2 separate regions of the Mus musculus genome follow, and region 2 is linked to region 1. A link is a contact called in public HiChIP or PLAC-seq data. All regions are on one chromosome and are shown on one strand. The core of a region is the stretch at or near the end of the contact, and the rest is flanking DNA. Distances in the headings are between cores, read along the strand shown. Region 1 overlaps N4bp2l1 (NEDD4 binding protein 2-like 1). Region 2 has its middle 7.0 kb from the start of Stard13.

Region 1 (2,946 bases), core at 301-2,800:
ACTTAATCACCTCTGCTTCGCTAGTGTTTCTACTGTCTTGAATTTTCAAGATGTTGCTATGGCCTTTGGTGCTAATTTGACATCCAGGTACAAGTAAGAAAAAAAAAATTAAAGCGACAGACCAAAGGAAAAAGCAGACTGTCACCACACTGGTGATGTGCACTCTGCTAGTTTGCAGGGAGGACTGTGGAGCCCATGGTCACATGTGTCTCAGGAATGGAGAGCCCATAAGGCCCGGTGGTGGGCCTGAGCGGTTTTACTCTGAGTAAAACATCGAAGTCAGAAAGGCCAGCAATGTTCTGTTTTGTGTGTTGTCTAGAAGGGACTAAGAAGCGAATAAAGTGTGCAGCAAACAGCATGTCTTGAAGTCCACCTGGAGAAAACCTTAAAAACATAAATTTCTGTCCATAGCGTAAGCCACCAAGAGCCAAAAATGAGTCCGTAAGGATTACACATGGAAAGAGAAACATCTCTGAAAAGGCTCAACAAACCAGACCCAGTCTAGAAGGGACAGTAGATGGGGAGTACAGAAGAAAATAAGCCTTGGTTTCAACAGTCAGTCACTTAGCACACAGGAGAGAGGCAGGGGAAATGACTTCCATTTGAATGATAGATTTTATTAGAACAAGTCATATTTATGAAATAACCCGACACTTGAGAGTGTTGACCAATTATCACTCAGCAAAATTTAAAATACCCATCTTTGAAATGGCTTCTCGAACTATGCCCTCAGTCTTCGGGGCTTCTGTCACTGTTTGTGTTGGAGATCGGGGCTTGGTTGTGGGGTTTGACCTTTTCAGCTGTGTGGTCAAGCTCAGTGAACCTTCTCTGTGGAGACCAAACCTTTGTCCTCCTCTACCCTCTGGTGACTTCTCCCATCTCCCACCACTCTCTATACCCATGGGTGACTGAGCATTGCCATATTTCCTGTGTTCCCAATTCCTTCAAGAACTTGAAACTGATTTCTATCATGCCAGTTCACGAGAGGAGACTAATTTACTTTGCCTGACGCAGTATGGTGTCCACTCCTGCCCTCCTGCCCAGGGGCCTGGAGACTCAGAGCCAGTCAAAGCCAGCCCACCAGAAGCTCACAGGAGGCTTATCTAGACTCTGCACCCTGTGTGTGTGAAGGACACCCAGCAAGATCAGAACTCTTGGGCTGACTCAGTTGACACTGTGACTCCCAAGCCAGTTTCCTCCCCCTTCCATAAACAGACTTTCTGTATGTGAGAACTGCCATGAACTGTTCTTAGTGTCTTTACCATAAACCTGTCCACTTAGATGATCTGCGGCATGGTTTCCATGGTTTGTGGTCACACTTTGGATTGGTTCCAGCTTGCCAAATTCCTCTTAAAACTTTGCGTGCAGCATTTCTGATGACTTACTGCAACAAAACGGTCTGTGCTTTTATTTATTCACTCAGGGTGTGTCGCTCCTGCCTTCTCTTATCCCCTTTCACAAGAGGTAAAAGTTCTTCAACCCTCAAGGTCCAAGTCAAATGTTATCTCTTTTGCAATGTCTCGCTTATCAAACTGTTAATGTTTCTGGCCCAAATTGTTTGTGTTTTGTCAGTACAGCTTGTCCTACGTGGGTCACACAAACTGCAGGAGGACCGGTCCCTTAGCCAGGGAATCCAGTTTTGAAAAACTTTAGGTTTTGTGCCTTAACACTTTGTGTAACACTTGGTGTCTGGAAATCAGGGTTTAATAAGTTGGCTAATTGCTCCTAGTCCTTTGATATGGAAATTTTTATCTCCGAGCTGAAGAGATGGATCATCTGGCAACCTCTTGGTTGCCAGCACCCACAAGGTGGTGTGCAACTGCCTATAATTCCAGCTCCAGGAGATCTGATGGCCCTCTTCTGGACTCCATGGGTCCATGTGCAGATAGTGCACAAATAGATAAACAATAAAATGAAATATATGCCTACTTGTTCTCACAAGTCTACCAAGGACAGTCAGGTTGCTGTTAAAAATCAAGGTGGCCCCGTGTGCCACCACAGACTGTAACAAAATGCATTTACTTTGTCGTTTTTTTCCCCAACTCTGCTGTCAGGCCCTCTGAAGAATGCAGGTAGAGATGCTTGTTTTCTGTCTCTGGATTGTGTATGTACTGACATGTCAGAGCGGAAGCTCTTACCCTTTGCCCTCTCACATCCACTGCAACTCCTAGAAAGCCCCCACGCTCATGTGTACTAAGCCTGGGTCCTGCTGGCAGGCTGGGCTGGGTAAGTTACTACTGACCCTCAGGTTTGCTGAGCACCTCACCGTTTACAAAGTGCTGTCCCTCCAGTCCTTCGCATTGTCCTCCGTGTCTTAGAGTTGAGAAGACAAGCTCAGACAGATGGGTTCATGGTGGCTGCAGTGGAGGCTTGAGGGTGTAGCCCAGCTCTTCAGCTCCATATTCTTGCTGAGTTAAAATAACCCACCTCTAGCGCTGCTGAGAGCAGAAGCTAACAGGGCATTCGCGGTGTCTCCACCTGCTCTGCTCTTTGTCTTCCTGCCCGTTTCACTTTCCACACAGCTGTAGGGGTGGATTCCACTCAGCGGCAGAATCTGTTGGGATGCAGGGCATGCATCGCCAGATATTAAGTTTCTCTGGTTTGGGTTTTTTGGGTTTTGTTTTTGTTTATTACAAGGAGGCTGTTTGGTACCGACTCAGTCACTATCTGATTTGATAGTGCCTGCTCAGATATGATGTAACCCCAAACTGAAGCATCTCTTTTGAGATTCTTTCCTGCAGATCTTAACTCCCCTCTCTATTTGGCATAGAGGCGCTCTCTGTGATGTGACTTGTTTTCTGTGACATTTTCATATTTCGGTCGGCCAAGAGTGGTAGGGTTAAAGCACAGGGGCACCGTTGGGTTCACCTCTCTCCTTCTCTTGTGCTTTTTTCCTGCTGGTTTAGGTATTGTTAGAACTCAGAGGGTAGCTCACACACATCTCCT
Region 2 (2,946 bases), core at 313-2,812, 620 kb before region 1:
GTCACCAAACTCCTGACAGCAGAGGGCCTTGAGAATTTGCTAGATCTTTTAGAACTTGGAAGATTATGGGCTGGTTTTCTCTCTCTCTCTCTCTCTCTCTCTCTCTCTCTCTCTCTCTCTCTCTCTCTCTCTAACTTGTATGATAATTTTGTATGTGTGTGCCCATGTTTGTGTGAATGCTTGTGTGTAGGTATGCATGTGTACACATATGTACAAGCATGTGAAAGCCAGATGACATCCTCAGTGGTGCTGTGTGCGGGGTCTCTCAGTAGCTTAGAGCTTTCCCAAGCAGGTATCCATATGTCCCTGTGTTCCCACATCTGGAATTACAAAGAAGTGTCCCCATGCCTACCTTTTTTTTTACATGCAGACTAGATATTGATTTCACAAGATTAATTTCCATCTTTTTGTCCTGGGTTAGATTTTGATCCACGTGTGTATTTATTTGGTCAACTTGTGTGTGTGCATGTGTGTTTGCATGCATTTATGTATGTGTGTGTGTGTGTACACATGTGCACTTGTGTTTGTGTATATGTGTATGTGTGTATGTGCACAGAGGCCTATGCTTGTATGTGTGTGTATAAACCATTTGTAGGCATGGGAGACACCATAGCTTCAACATCAGTTGAATGGCAGTACTTGAGGCTTTTCAACAGAGCAATATGAGCAAAAGTAGCATCCTGAGAAGGCAGATTTTCTCTCATGGTCAGGGAAGATGAGTGTGCAGGCAACTAGACACAGCCATGTCAGTTCTCTGGACAGGGCACCCAGCTCCTAGGTGTGGAGGCAGTCTTGCAGGAACAAATATACACAACAAATGTCTGGAAAAGGAAATCTGTAGGCTCTGTTTCCCCTTCTCTGAGTGTTTTGAACACCAGGATTTTGTTTAACTGTGTCAGGTACTCAGGGCCCAAGCCAGGAAGGATGGTGCCTGCAATCTTTGGGCCCATGGATGTCTTTCTCTCTCTGCTTTCCATCACTGACAGTGCTGGAATTTTCCCCGAGGCTGAGGCTTCTCCTCCGCATCCTCCAGTGTGACCTGTTGGTTCGGCTTCATCTTTTCATCATTTGAGGAATGCAATTAGTCAGAATGTTTGAAAAGTATAAATCCAAAAAGCATCACTCATGGCCAAAACTACCTTTTAACATAGTTTCTTTATACTTTTATACTATACATTTTTAATTCTAAAAAAAAATAATTGTAAGCATTGAGCATTCCACACCACTTTCCCTCCTTAACGCTTTACTGACAGAGAGTTGATTAATTAATGAAATGCCACAATAGGTCTTTTAATGTAATTCATTACTGAGACCAAGCCAAGATCAAGAAGAGTCCCTGAGACTCCCAAAGCCTGGAAATAGAATAGGGGGTATTTTAATTTTATTTTAAGTTGCGAGCTTCTCTCCGGGATGTCCTGTCCTTTGCAGCAAACACTTTTTTTTTCTTTTGCTCAGAAGCATTCTCTTGTGATTGATTAGTGATGAGTCACGCTGGCAGGGCAGGCTAAGGAGAAAGCAGCCACGCCTGGCAATACGCGCGGTACTTGGTCTGTTTAAACAGGTCTGTGCCATGAGTCTCAATATGATTACAATGGCACTCTGGGAGGTTGTCCAGAGGCCACTGTGGTCTCTGATAGTTGCCGAGCTCTGACAACAGAGGAAATTTCAGGAGAAGCTCCACATATTCTTGCACGTGTATTCTCTCATAAATAAGCATTCCCTTCAAAGGCCACACAGAGCCCCTCAGTGGACAAACCCAGAGGACGCTGCACTAAGCAGAATAAGACAGATGTTCAGAGAAACATGCCTCATGATCTCACTCGTGTGTACAGTGTAAAAGTGGGGATGGGTAGGATAGGAGACATTGATCAGAGGGTGAGACACCTCCATCACAGCTGGATAAATTCTGGACATCAGTGTGCAGGGGTGACCGTAGTGAATCACACTGTATTGTTTACTTAAAATTTGTAAGCGTCTTGGGGTTTCTATTGCTGCAAGGAAACACCATGAGTTGTTTGTTGGGGAGGAAAGGGTTCATTGGCCTTACACTTCCATACTGTTGCTCATTATTGAAGGAAGTCAAGACAGGAACTCAAACAGGGCAAGAACCTGGGGGCAAAGCTGATGCAGTGGCCATGGAGGGATGTTACTTACTGGCTTGCTCCCCATGGCTTGTTCGGCCTGCCTTCTTATAGAACCTAGGACCACCAGCCCAGAGATGGCACCACCATGAGCTGGGCCTCCCCATTGATCACTAATTGAGAAAATGCCTTACAATTGGATCTTATGGATGCATTTCCTTATCTGAGGCTCCTTCCTCTCTGATGACTCTAACTCGTGTCATGGTGACACACAAAACCAGCCAGTACAATAAGAAAGCAGATTTTACAAGTCTTAACCCATGGGTATTGATGGATATGTTAATTTGACTGTGGTAATTAGTACAATGTACATACATATGTCATACTACTACACCACAAATGTAAAATATGTACAGTTTTCCCAAAGGCCAGAAGTAACTCTCTTTTCCTATGGCTGAGGAGTATGGTAAGGAGCGGTCACATTGCCACCCACTAAACACACAGGGTTGCATGGCTTGTAATTCTGAAGAATGTTCTCACCCTTCCTCTGTCTCTTCTCACCTTCCCGCCCACCAAATGCACACGTCTTTGTGCTTTTTGTATCAAACATATTTTTGTTTACCATCTGAAGAGACTACATAAAAATAAATCGCTGTAGACAAGAATCATGAATTGAAACCATCTCAAAGATTTCAAAAACTTCAAGGTCTTACATCCTTGACCTCAAAGTTGCTCAAAGTACAGAGAAAACTCACCTAATGGCAGATATTAGGATAATACCTAAATACCAGACCGCTTTCTATCGACAGTCTGGGTCAACAGACATTGCCTCCCACACTGTGTACCAAACATAGTGTAATGGTGT

The links. HiChIP or PLAC-seq counts read pairs in DNA pulled down with a chosen protein or histone mark.
Region 2: an HNF4G HiChIP or PLAC-seq map of pancreatic cancer cells shows a contact between it and region 1. The contact joins two enhancer-like sites. A contact is called at or near these places in 2 of 115 datasets of contacts at active chromatin or transcription factors (hepatocytes and pancreatic cancer cells).

What each region holds. Positions count from the first base shown.
Region 1 is chr5:150,577,260-150,580,205 of GRCm38.p6, reverse strand. The region is part of intron 1 of N4bp2l1 (NEDD4 binding protein 2-like 1); the gene reads left to right. Among named protein-coding and RNA genes, the nearest start is that of N4bp2l1, 16 kb to the left of the region's middle. Within about 2 kb of position 1,550, at least 43 of the 459 cell types and tissues checked have an H3K27ac peak or open chromatin away from gene starts, as enhancers often do. A contact at or near this core is called in hepatocytes and pancreatic cancer cells, where this site is marked.
Region 2 is chr5:151,195,672-151,198,617 of GRCm38.p6, reverse strand. It overlaps a transcript of Stard13 not described here. Among named protein-coding and RNA genes, the nearest start is that of Stard13, 7.0 kb to the right of the region's middle. Within about 2 kb of position 1,562, at least 45 of the 459 cell types and tissues checked have an H3K27ac peak or open chromatin away from gene starts, as enhancers often do. A contact at or near this core is called in hepatocytes and pancreatic cancer cells, where this site is marked.